Regions from separate parts of the Mus musculus genome. Here region 2 is linked to region 1. Evidence: chromatin contacts called from public Hi-C data. All regions are on one chromosome and are shown on one strand. The core of a region is the stretch at or near the end of the contact, and the rest is flanking DNA. Distances in the headings are between cores, read along the strand shown. Region 1 has its middle 140 kb from the start of Gm51970. Region 2 overlaps Gm32828 (a long non-coding RNA gene).

The links. Hi-C and Micro-C count contacts between places; a contact is called where the count stands out from the background.
Region 2: a contact with region 1 is called in a Hi-C map of embryonic stem cells, with 5 times the contacts expected there. The contact joins two enhancer-like sites. A contact is called at or near these places in 1 of 484 Hi-C or Micro-C datasets (embryonic stem cells) and 1 of 9 other capture datasets (embryonic stem cells).

What each region holds. Positions count from the first base shown.
Region 1 is chr12:6,592,168-6,598,940 of GRCm38.p6, forward strand. No RefSeq gene overlaps it. Among named protein-coding and RNA genes, the nearest start is that of Gm51970, 140 kb to the left of the region's middle. Within about 2 kb of position 3,509, at least 5 of the 459 cell types and tissues checked have an H3K27ac peak or open chromatin away from gene starts, as enhancers often do. A contact at or near this core is called in embryonic stem cells, where this site is marked.
Region 2 is chr12:7,533,525-7,540,297 of GRCm38.p6, forward strand. All of the region lies in intron 3 of Gm32828 (a long non-coding RNA gene), which reads right to left. Among named protein-coding and RNA genes, the nearest start is that of 1700101O22Rik, 160 kb to the left of the region's middle. Within about 2 kb of position 4,092, at least 4 of the 459 cell types and tissues checked have an H3K27ac peak or open chromatin away from gene starts, as enhancers often do. A contact at or near this core is called in embryonic stem cells, where this site is marked.

The DNA of each region.
Region 1 (6,773 bases), core at 2,259-4,758:
TTAAACAACAGAAGCTATTTCACTAAAAGTAGAAAAGAACAACTTAGCCATAGTTTAACAAAATATAAGCTGGTTAATTAGGGCAGCAGGAGGTGTGTGATTGGACAGGGAAAGGCAGGCAGAGCTAAGAGTTGCAGAGACAAAGAGCCTTTCAGGGAGAAAAAAGCAGGCCAAGATGGAGGCAGACATGAACCAGCATTGCTTTTACCAGACTCAGGAGCTTATTATGTCATAAGGTTAGAATAATTGGGATAAAGCTTTTATCATTATCAATTGGTTCTGAAATTATTGTATTGACATCTTATAAATTGAGAATTTATTGATATATAAATCTGACTGGTTAATTACAATCTTCTAGGGTTTTGATTCTACTGGGTTGATACGTGGCAGATGACTGCTAGGTAGACGGTCCTTGAGTGAGACTGGCATGGTAGAGAAGGGAAGGCAGGAGCTCCAGCCCTGCCAGAGACCAATGAGTCAACGTGGCCAGAGCCACGTGGCCTGCTAGTTGCCAGCAGTAGACTGGGAGGCCTGTTGGTCTTTTTTTTTTTTTTTTTTTTCCTTTTAATATTCCCACTACAGTTAAGGACAAATGCAAATTACTTAAATTCCTAGTTTTGATACGTAGTAAAGACATCAGCAATGGTTGAAAAACAGGGAAAACTAAGATGCGAGTAGGCATATTAAATGGACTAGGACATGCTAAAAGAAGATGCCTATCAAAGAACGTCATTTTGGAAATGAAATTTTCATTTGCTTGATTTTACTTATTTTTCTTCAGTTGTGTGATTTTGGATCTTGCACAGAATATGTAATAGCAATAGTGTGATTTATTTCTTAATAAGCAGATCGGTGTGGCCTTTGCTGAGAGGGCTATGGTTATCTTCATACGTTATTGGCTCATAGATATTGCTCAATGATCATATAGTGAATGTTGCAAATTTTTAAATGCAGAAAGTGCTTAAGAGAATATCTATCTATCTGAGCAGTTTCTGTAGAGCAGAAACACAGAGGACTTTTGCAGACATAGACTTTTATTTTACTTATATGGTGGTTTGGGGTAGAGGCATTAACAAATTACGATGGCTTTGTTACTGTATTTTCCCTTTTTGAAAACCAACATAAATATGGGCATTTGTATTAGTAGATTAATGGTTCCCTCATTGCCTGAACTCTAAAAAAAAAAAAAAAAATCTCTCTTTAGACAGCATATTGTCCATATGGATTTCTGATTATCTTCTCTGTTATGCTTAGCAAGGACTTTGAAGAACTATGAAATTGGACTCAGTAGGTGTTAAAAAAAGTTTATTAAATGCTGATGGGAATCTGTCTAATTCTGGAGGTTTTCCAGTAGTAAGGAAATTACCTTATTTACAACATTTCTGTTCCATTGTTAACTGAGAATGTTTGTGTCTTTCATGTACATGTCATTTAATAGAGAAAAAATATCAGACAAGTTACAGCAAGGAATTGTTAGAGCCTTTCTCTACTGCTATCTTATCCCTTTGTTTGTGGATGTGTGCTATTTACCAGAGGCCTGGCCTCCTTTATAGGTCCAGGGATTCGTCATTATCGCCTTCATGTGGGGGCGAGATACATGAGCATCCTGTGGGGAGGATAACGAGTATGGGATTTTATTGCAGGGATTGCATTCCAGCTTCCAATTTTTTCTATAGGTCACTCATATTGCAAGTAATTCTTGAGCAAACCATTCCCCATCTGCTCAGATCTTGTTATAACAAAATCAGCCATGACAGATTATGGTACATAAAACAGAATAAACTTTGCCCAGCTGGATGTACAATGTAAGGAGAGAGAGGATACACAGGACCCTCTGGCTACAGAAAGCAGCAATCAAGGGAAGAAGATTCCCTATCAGAAAGAGTAATAGAAAGACAAAGTTCGAGGGAGAGAAGTAGGGCTACCTATTAGGGAAACCATTGCTAATGGTTGCTGCTTAGCGTAAAGAGGCATAAGAGAGCTTTATTCTGAAATGCATATCCTCAGACACAGCTTCTGCTCTCCTAGTCAATAAATGAGTGCCCAGAACCATTGCGGAAAGGAGCAAGCAGCAAAGCCCCACCATTTTAAGGAGAATATTTTCTCTACTAATATGGTCCATAAAAAGGCTATATTGTTCATTGTAGCTTTAAGATTTCTGGGAAATACATCCTTAAAAAACTCTGCATAGTTCATAGCTTCACTTTTGCAAGTGTCATTCTAAAGAACTGGACTCCTTTGTGACCCTTCGCCCTGAGTGTTTTGGCCTCACAAAAAGGAGCAACATCCATTGTTTAAGTAAAACAAGAGCTAGTGTTTCTAAAGTCCTTGTTATTAAAGAAAGTGATGTGTGTGACACTTGGGTGCCCTGTTTCAAGAATAGTTTATATGGTCATTGTGAAGTCCACTTAAGCAGTCTGGAACATTTCTGTAGAGAATTATGCTATATATATCTGGATAATGAAACTGCATTTCAAGGTTTTGACTAAAAATGGTAGACTGTACATCACTCTATTATATAAGTCATATATATCATTTTCCAGAAATCTTACGTGTTCATCACACTCTCAAGTGTGTCTATGATGAGTACCTATGAAAATAAGTTAATTATAATTTCTGTCTGTTGCTTCTAATAGAAGAACATTAATTTAATGTGCTTATATTTTAATATATCAATATGCATGAATTGTTATAGATTATGTTAGCATTTAAGGGAATTAATTTTTCATGTCTTGTTTATAACTTTCAGAAACTAATAAAAATATCAAAACTTCTGGTCCCAAATCAATTGATGTTTTTAAAGTTCTGAAATATCACTTTACTCTTAGGTACATTTTTCGAATCCAAATATATTTTGAGACCTTTATTTATATTTTATTTTGTTACTTCATAATAAAAATAGATTAAATATCAATATAGCATTGAATTTTACTATATTATATGAGATTCTATCTAAACTTTGGTAGTTTGCCTGAATAATAAGGCTTCTAACAATACTTAATAAAATACTTTTCTTTTTTCTAGCTATGAATGACTTCTCTTGTGAGGATGTAAATTTATGAATTAGAGAAAGCCTCATACATAAACGTACCACCATGAAACTGTAGCAGTTGAATAAACATTCATTAGTGGATAGATTATGATGTAGGGAATTTATGATTGTTCTACACTGTTTTCTGAATATCTTTCTTTGAACTTCCAAGATATGTTTCCTTATTAAATGTTTGCATTATGTTTTAATGTCTGGAAAAATACATTTTCATATCTTTGTGAAATGACTGACAGTGGCTGATAATTCTCTACTTACCAAAATATTAGATTAATTTAAAGGTTTGTGTAACCTCCCCCCAGCCTGAAGCAGGCTGAGCCAGACCTTGACCTTGCTGCCACTAAGGAGATTACCTAGGGTGGAGCCTTCCTCCCTAGATCACTCTATTGTTCAGCCACTGCTGCTGTTCCTCTTCAAGATACTGCTACCTGCTGGGAGGCAATTGAGCTATTCTGGAGACTACGCCCTGTCCTGCAATCCTGCACCACCTGCAACTGGTTCCAGGCTCCAAGGATGAATTGGTAGGAATGCCCCCCACCCCCCTTTATAAGCGCATTTGCCATTAAACATTTGAGCTTTGATCAGGAAAAAATGACTTAGCTCCATTTTTCTCTCGACTGCCTAATTCCCCTCTCTTTCAGCTCTGCCCTGCCACTCAGGTGTACCCTGTCCTTGTGAGCTGCTGGCCGGCTCACAATAGGTTTGTGAGAGATTGATATTGACTATTTTACTTAAATATTTTTAAGCATTTTAATTAGAATGTTAAAGTATACTTTCAATTATGTGATACAGACTCACTCACTGATGATTTTGTATTGACCTGTGAGGTATTAGACAAAATATCATCTTGTCTTTCCCTCCTAAAAGACCACAGTCTAGCCCAAATCAGATCAAATATACAATGGATAAATACCTTCAAGAATGTAAAGTGTGCACACACACACACATACACACACACACACACACAGACACACACACACACACACACACACTGGAATGTGTTGAGTTATGGTCAAAATGTGTGATACACTCAAAAGAAATTTTCTCTATATACTTTGCCTATCCATGAACATGGGAGATCTCTCCATTTTCTGAGAGCTTCCATTTTTTTCTTGAGAGACTCGAAATTATTGTCATGCAGATCTTTCACTTGTTTGGTTAGAGTTACACCAAGATATTTTATATTATTTGTGGCTATTGTGAAGGGAGTAGTTTCCCTAATTTCTTTCTCAACCTGTTTATCATTTGTATAAAGGAAAGCTATTGATTTATTTGAGTTAATTTTATATCTGACCACTTTGCTGAAGTTGTTCATTAGCTGGAGAAGTTTTCTGATAGAGTTTTTGGGGTTGCTTATGTATACTATATCATCTGCAAATAGTGATAACTTTATTTCTTCTTTGCCAATTTGTATCCTTTTGATCTCTTTTTGTTCTAGCTAGCACTTAGAGTACTATATTGAATAGATTCAGGGAGAGTGGGCATCTTTATTTTGTCCCTGATTTTAGTGGAATTGCTTCAGGTATTTCTCCACTTAATTTGATATTGGCTGTTGGTTTGCTGTATATTCCTTTTATTATGTCTAGGCATTGGCCTTGAATTCCTGATCTCCCCATTACTTTTAACATGAAGTGGTGTTGTATTTTGTCAAATGCCTTTTCTGCATCTAATGAGATAATCGTGTGATTTAATTTCTTTCTCAACCTGTTTATCATTTGTATAAAGGGAAGCTACTAATTTGAATTAATCACAACAGAGGAATCTCAAATGGCTGAGAAGCACATAAAGAAATGTTCAAAATCCTTAGTGATAAGAGAAATGAAAATCAAAACAACCCTGAGATTCTACTTTACACCAATCAAAATGGCTAAGATCAAAACCTCAGGTGACAATACATGTTAGAGAGAATATGGAGAAAGAGGAACACTCCTCCATTGCTGGTGGAATTGCAAACTGGTACAATCACTCTGGAAATCAATCTGGAGGTTTCTCAAAAAATTAGAAATAGATCTACCTGAAGACCCAGCAATATCACTCTTGGCAATATACACAAAAGATGCCCCACCATGCCACAGGGGCACGTGTTCTACTATGTTCATAGTAGCCTTGTTTGTAATAACCAGAAGCTTGGAAACAACCCAGCTGTCCCACAACAGAAGAATGAATACAAAAAATGTGGTTCATTCACACAATGGAACACTACTCAGCTATTAGGAATGAGGACATTTTGAGTTTTGCAGGCAAATGGATGGAAATAGAAAATGTCATCCTGAGTGAGGTAATTCAGACCCCAAAGGACATGCATGGTATATATTCACTAATAAGTGGATATAAGCCAAAAAACAAAACAAAATAAAACAAAACAAAACAAAAATAAAACAACACAAAAAAAACGAAAACAAAAAACTTAACAGAATACCCAAGATACAGTCCACAGAACTCAAAAAGATCAACAAGCTAAAGGACCCAAATGAGGCTGCCTCAGGCCCATTTGAGTGGGAGAAGAAAGCAATCACAAGCAGGGAGGGAAGGAGGGACATGGGAGGGAAAGTGGACTGGGGAGAAAAAGGGAAACATGATGTGGTACTGGGTAGGGGGAAAGGACTGAAGCTCTGAGGACCAGCAGAAAAAATGGAAAGAGGAAGATAGGAAGTTGGGGGACCCTCTAGAATGTACTAGAGACCTGGAAGGTGAGAGACTCTCAGGAATCAAAAGGAGGGACCTTAGATGAGATTCCGTACAGTGGGGAGAGAGAACTTGTAGAGCCCACCTCCAGCAGAAAGTCAGCGTATCAAGTGAGGGATGGGTTGCCATCCCACAGTCAAAACTCTAACCCATAAATGTTCCCGTCTGAAAGAGCTATTGGAATGGAAATGTAGAGAAGCCCAAGGAAAAGAAGGCCCAGTGATAGGCCCAAAATGGAACCCAGCTCAAGGGGAGGCCCCAAGGCCTGCCACTATTACTGAGGCTATGGAACACTCACAAAAAGGGACCTATCATGACTGTCCTCTGAAAGACACACCAAGCAGCTGAAAGAGTCAGATACAGATATTTGCAACCAACCAATGGACAGAAACTGCTGACCCCTGTGGTTCAATTAGGGAAAAGGTGGAAGAAGCTGAGGAGGAGGGTGACCCAGTAGAAGGAAGGACCAGCAGTCTCAATTAACCTGGACCCCAAGATCTCTCAGAGACTGAACCACCAACCAGGCAGCATATACTAGTTGATATGAGGCCCGCAACACACATAAAACAGAGGACTGCTGGATCTGGGATTTTTTCAGAGAAGATGCACCTAACCTTCAAGAGACTAAAGGCTCCAGGGAATTTAGAGGTCTGGTGGGGTGGAAGTAGGGGATGGAGACATCTTCATGGAGACAGGGGGTGGGAAGGAGGTATGGGGAACAGTCAAAGGATGGACCAGGAAGGGAATAAAATCTGGAGTTTAAAATATGTGTGTGTGTATTTGGCATGATTCACAACAAATATGTCAATTAAAACAATTTTAATGATAGAGTCCTCTGAAAATATACCCAGGACTGGTATCACTTAGATCATGTGATATATCTATTTTTAGCATTGTGAAGCATTGGTAGGTAAATATGGTGGTATATGGCTCTAATACAGTGGTATATAGTGATGAAGAAGGACCTAGATGTTCACCAACTGATCAATGGATAATAAAAATGTGGTACATATACACAATGGAATTGTATTCAACTGTA
Region 2 (6,773 bases), core at 2,842-5,341, 940 kb after region 1:
TCTTAAGTTTGCAAAGCACATGTCCTTATTACCACTGAGCAAGCCATGGATAAGGGATACTGAGGGTGATTTTCTATCTTCACTGGAGCCGGCAGATTCCTCATGGGCCTAAGCAATGGACCATCAATTACACATTTCAGTCTAGCTCAATCACCCTAATAGTAGGAATTCCTTCCAGATTCCGCAATAGGTTTACTGTCACTCTTAATTCATTCTGTTGTGAGTTTAGTAGTCATTCAAGTAGAAGGCAGAAGACTTAGTATCTTTTTAAATAAAGTATTGTTTTTATGTTGTTCACTGTCCCTACAGTACCTGGAATTCTGAGAACACTGTGAACTCAACCAACAAAGACACAGTTCTGCTTATACATACCACAAATATGCCAGTTTAGTTGCATATGCATTTTGTAATGTGATTTGCATTTGTATTCATTGGAATGAAGTCTCATTCTAGCATTATAATGTATAAAAGATGCAACCATAACAATATGCTAGAAATTCAACATGAAAGTTCCTATTTATATACAATAAGTGATACAGAAATGCTGGACAAGATGATGAATGAAGACACTATGGGGTTTTTAAAAAATATTATTTATTTATTTATTTATTTATTTATTTATTTATTTTATGTATATGTTGATCTGTCTTCAAACACACCAGAAGAGGGCATCAGATCCCATTACAGATGGTTGTGAGCCACCATGTGGTCTCTGGGTATTAAAATCAGGACGTCTGGTAGAGCAGCCAGTACCCTTAACCACTGAGTCACCTTACCAGCTCCAGGGATTGTTTTTTTAATAGTGCACATATGAACACAGTATTGTGCACGTGAAGCAGAATGGTCAAATCAGGTATCTTAGAGACAGTGGGGTCAGAAAGACCACACCCATTACCTCACACACCAAGGTATCATCTGTCCTTAGAGAAGTATATAAGAACATGAAGGAGAAATGTGTGTGTAGCAGGGAGGGTTGGGGAGGTAAGAGTATAATCTAGCTAAAGAACTAATTGCACATACTCTAGCATGGATGACCGAAACACCCCTTGTATTAGTTAACATACCTCATATTTAGTAAATTTGTGAAGGCTAAAGTTTCTCTACCAAAAGTATATCTCCAGAATAATGAATGCATTCAGAAACTGGTTTTGCATCAATAAAGTCTACGACTGTATGCCAAAAAAATAAAACTAAATAAATGTATAACATTTCAAAATAAAATATTGTAACCAAAGTTTATAAGAGTTCAAGGAATAAAGTGATGTCTGTGAATATTAGTTTACAATAAAACAAAAAACATCACAAACTACATAAAGAAGTTATCTTCTCTAAGAAAAGTATCAAGAGATAAGACTACCCAATCCTAGAGGACTCAAGAAAGTAGAAAGATTAGATTATATCAAGTCATATGTTCAAAATGAACACAGAGGTAAGAGAAAAAGCAGAAACTCTCCTTTTATTACAGACTCTGCAGAAGAATTATGATTCTGAAGATATAGCTCAGATGTAATGTGTAAAAATTATAGATACAGAAATTTTTAAAGAAATTAAATATTCTGCAAAGGCCACAACCAGAGACTCTAGCATAGAACTGGAATCTAAGACTTGGGAAATTGTAAAAAATGCAACTTCTACTGATAAAAAGTTGAAAAGCCTAGACAAAATTTGAGGTCAGAGAGACATTTGTCACATTCTTACTAGATGTTCAGCCAAGATTTGCAAATGTTGACGGGGCAACATTTGAAAGGATTTTTGGGGATTATTTTTCAGAATTAATGTTTTACTGCCTTATGTGCTGTGATGGGAGGGAAAAAGCCAGACTGACAGAAGAATTTAAAGGATAGTCACAAGGATATAGTCCATCATGGCGAGGAGGACAAGACATCACACAGAGAAAGCAGACTGCCTGATTACACTTTTGCACACAGTTGGGAACAGAGGAAGCATGGCTAGCCTGTAAAGACTCAGGCCTGACTGCCAATGACCCATTTCCTCCAGCAGACCTCAAGGTTCCTTTACCTGCCCAGGCCAACAGCAGCGGGGTTATAGAGTTCATACACACACACACACACACACACACACACGAGCCTGCGAGCAACATTTCACACTTCAATCACAACCATTGGTGAAAGATGTGACTTCTCAGTGCTCTAATATAATCAAGATACTTTCCAAAAGTGTGGATACCTGGCCACCTGTTGCAAAATCCCAAAGATTAGTGGACACTTGTCCTCATTTGCTTCTCTATCAAATGGCAAAATATTTACAAAACATCAACTACTGGTCATATTGTTACCAAAAATACCAAAGAAAATAAATCCATAGCAACAATATAATAGAGGAAAAGCAATTTAATTTATGAATTTGATTCCTAAATTAGTTATTGTTTAAAAGGGGATAGTAGACATATTAAGATAGACTTCATAATTCATCAAACCTTACCCAGAAAACCAATCTAGGAAATTGGGAGCAAGAGACCAGTAGTCTTAAAAGCACAGGAGTATGAAACATGGCAAACATGGTCAGCTTGCCAATGAATTTGAAGTTCAATTGGGCTGGGACAGTGACTGCCAAGTTTATATATAGCATAAACCATATCAGAAACACAACACTAATTGCTTGCTTACTATTTTATGTGGGCCTGGGTACTAGAGGTTTTCCATGGAGATCTCTGGCCAGTCCTGGTGCCAAGGCTCCAGCGAAGGGAAGCAAAGGAGGGCAGGGAGGGGAAGTGTCTTCTCTGCTTCCACCATGGTCTTTGCAGTGCTGCCCTGCACTGAGTCACTTTGGGCTTGGCTGACCAGAAGCTGACTAGGCAGTGAGGAGTGCGGCAGGGCCTCAGGCAGCACATCAGGAGAGCTGATCTCTCCCCAAGTGTTACAGCTCTAGGATGAGGGAGTGGTTCCTGAACACCTTTATTCCCTGGATAGGACTTATATACAATTTTGGGGGTGATTGAGGGTTTGACAGCAGGCACTTCTCATTGGCTTGGACTGAGAGTTTGGGGAAACCTTATTTGCATGTGGGAGGGCTTGGTGCAGCTACCACAAGATTGATGTGTGACAGGAGCCAGGTGCCCAAGATGGAAATCTCCGCTCACCGGGGTCCAGGGTTCAAGACCTACTGGAGACCAGGCTGTCTGTGAGCAGCCCACTGCCCCACAATTTTATATTCTTATTAAAATAGGGGTGATAATAAAAAATATTTAAATAGTAATGTGTATGTACTTCCTAGAGCTCTTTTTGAGGGCTACATTAAGGATGGGATCTTAGTTGGTAAAGAATGGAAAGTAAATAAAGGGTGATGGAGAAGTTTCTGTTATCTCATGCCTTTGAAGTCATGTTGTAAGGAACCCCAATTCCTATCCACTAACCAAATAAACAATCCCAGCCAGTACTTGCAAAGCAATGCTATTCAACAATAGAAAGGGCTAGTATCTGTACTTCCTATAGCATGTATGAGTCATAGAAACTATACTAAAGTGGAAAATATGAACTCAAAAAGCTGTGTGCTGTCTTATCCCCAATTATTATGCTATACAGAATAAGCAAACCCATAAAGACAAAATAAAATGGTCTGATAATGGGGAAAGGAAGTGGCAGATAACTGGATATTTTTCAGAGGTTGTTTTCTCTGCTTTCTATGTCCCAGTTGAGAATCAGAAGAATTGGAAACATGTTTAGGTCGTTTCTAAAGCATGGAAAAGGTCAACTATGCTGCTAAGCACATACAAGACAGCCTAATCCCTGAGCCACATTCTGTTTTTTTTTCTCCTTTTTTTAAATTGGATATTTTCTGTATTTACATTTCAATGTTACCGTGCCATTTCCCTTCTGAAAAACACTCTCCCCCTCTCCCTCCTCCCCCTGCTCACCAGACCACCCACTGCTGCTTCCTGGCCCTGGCATTCCCCCACACTGGTGTATAGAGCCTTCACCCTACCAAGGGCCTCTCCTCCCATTGATGTTCAGCTAGGCCATCTTCTGCTACATATGCATCTAGATCCATGGGTCCCTCCATGTGTACTCTTTGGTGGTAGTTTCATCCCTGGGAGGTCTGAGGTACTGATTAGTTCCTATTGTTGTTCAGTTGTCTTTGCAACAATCCCTGGGTGTGGTTTCCTGTCCTTTCTGTCTGCCCCAAGGACAGAGATATCCTTAGTGCTTTCAAGTTACCAGCTTCTATATAGTGCTGCATTCTCAAAAGCCTCAGCCAATTCTCTCACAGAGTAATTTGGGGCAGTCCCTGGGAGGAATTATTGTCATGTTGGGATAATTCCCTCCATGGATTCAGCCAGACAACACAAGTATAATGAAATATCTAAATGTTTATTATTATTAGTAGTAGTAGTATTGTTGTTGTTTCTTTTTATTGTTATTGGTGTATGGGTGCTGTGTCTACATATATGCTTGTGTAGCACATTTATACAGTAGCTAAAGCAGTCAGAAGATGGTGATAGACGCTCACAACTACATTCACTGATGGCTCTTAGATACCTCGTGTATGCAGGTAAAGAAACCCAGACCTCTTCAAGAGCAACAAATGCTCTTAACTGCTGAGCCATCTCTCCTGCCCCTGAAGTTATGGCTACACAATGCTGTAGACTTACTAAAGGGTACCAAGTTACACATAGAGCCTTTGAAAAGGTAAACTTTAAAATATGTAAATATCTTTCAGGAAAGGTTCTAGATTACAAAAATCATGGCATCCTATTTGTCTCACACAACTTTTCCGTTACTTCTAAATTTGATTATATTTCATTAAAATTATACATGTCCACATTAGTAGACCAATAAACATCTATTTCCCCTGACATAAGCATTCCAAAAAACAAACAGCACATCATCTATTCATTCGTTTTCGACACCAATAAACATTAGTGTCATTTCTACCTTAGTGTGTTAGGAACATTCTTCCCTAAGTGTGTCCTTCGTACATAATACAGGACGCAATACAAGTTCATCAACATGTGCATAATTTATTTAAAAGACAAGGTCAAATTGTCTTCCATGTATCACGTAGTCTTTCTCAAGGAGCACGAGGAGAGCCCATACTTCCCTATGAACAGTAATCTTCCTGAGTCTCGACCACCTGTTGGATCTTACATTGCCTTTTTCTATGCTTAAATTGTGTCTCCCTGATCACTAATGAGGCTTAGAAACATTTTACACTTTTATTTTCTTCGGTGTTTTATGTTCTCTGAAATGATTATTTTTCTATTGGGTTTTATAGGTTTTCATTATTGACTTTTAGGAGTTATTTGGTTATTTTGAATTATAATGCTTTTCAGGATTAAGTGCTGCAAATAAATTCTCATACTGGGCTTGTGTTTTTACTTGCTTTATAGGATCACTTAATAATCATTTCTTCTTAAATTCAATACATTCAAATCTCAAAGTATCTCCCTCCGTAATTAATGCTTTTATTTTTTAGGAAGCTACTCCTTAAAGGTCATAAGGATATTCAATCTCTCTATCTTATGTACTTTCTTTTCGAGGTTTAAAGATTTGCTTTTCATACCTAAGTCTTTATGTCAAGAACAAAATTGAATTCTGTATAAATTGCAAGAACATTATCCTCTAAACAACAATTCCTCCCCTTCCACACATGGGGTCCTCATATACCCATCAGTCTTTAGGGTTTTTCTTGTGTTTCATGACCAGTAACTCAATCCCTGATCACACTCTCTCACAGTTTACTTTACAGTAACAGTAATATAATGCACGCACATTGATTAATCAGCACTAACTAATAGATAATGTGACTCTTCTACAAGAGATGTAAGTTTGGACTGCTGATTTTGGAGAACTTGCTGTGAAGGCACTGAAATATTCCTTCCTACTGTTATGCTGCTTACATGTAGAAATAGTATTTAGATATATAGTGAACCAAATATTATCATTAAAATTCCTATCACTTTTAAAATGTGACTTTAAAGTTTAAATTGCTTCTGTAACTCTTACTGGATTTCTGTGTGCATCTTTGGAGGGTTGGCCAGAGCCATGGTGCTAGGTTTTGGGCCATTGCTGAATCTGCTTTCTTCCCTCTTTCTCTTCTTCTTTTTGTTCCTGTCTGTTTTGCTTGGGGCCGTGCTGGGTGTCAACACACATGGGATTCCTACCGTCAGGTGAATGCTCTACCACTGAGCTATAGGCTTAGACCCCTCTCATTATGTTTCCATTGAATAGCAGTATTACAAATTTATGATGCTTTAATATTAATATCAAGAGCAAAAGCCCCCAAATTATTCTTCGGGAATGCCTTGACTATTCTGTGCTTTTTGCTCTTTCACATAAACTTTGGATTGACCTTGTAACATTGCATAAAAATTTTGTGGGATTTTTATTGAAACAGCTTTGGGACTATGGGTAAATTCAGGGAGATTTGATATCTTTGAAATATGAAAACTGTCTTTGAGTATGATATATCTTCTTCATTTATGTAGGTCATTTTAAAGATTGTCTAATGAGGCTTAATACTTTCTATGTAAAGGTGTACTCTACCTCCTTTTAGATTTTTTTCCTAAATAACACATTTTTATTGCTGTTAAAAATAAGAACTCTATAAAATTAAAGTTTTCTATAATGTTATTAATGACAAAGCCAATGCATATATGCTACAATTAATTAACGGGGAATTCCATGCCTGTTCCATGAGGAGAATACCATTAAGGCATTCTTACCCTTTCCTACTTTCTCTCCTGTTAGCAAGCTAACACACACACTGGGAGTAGCAGAAAAATGAAGAAGTGCATGCAGCATGCACCGCACATA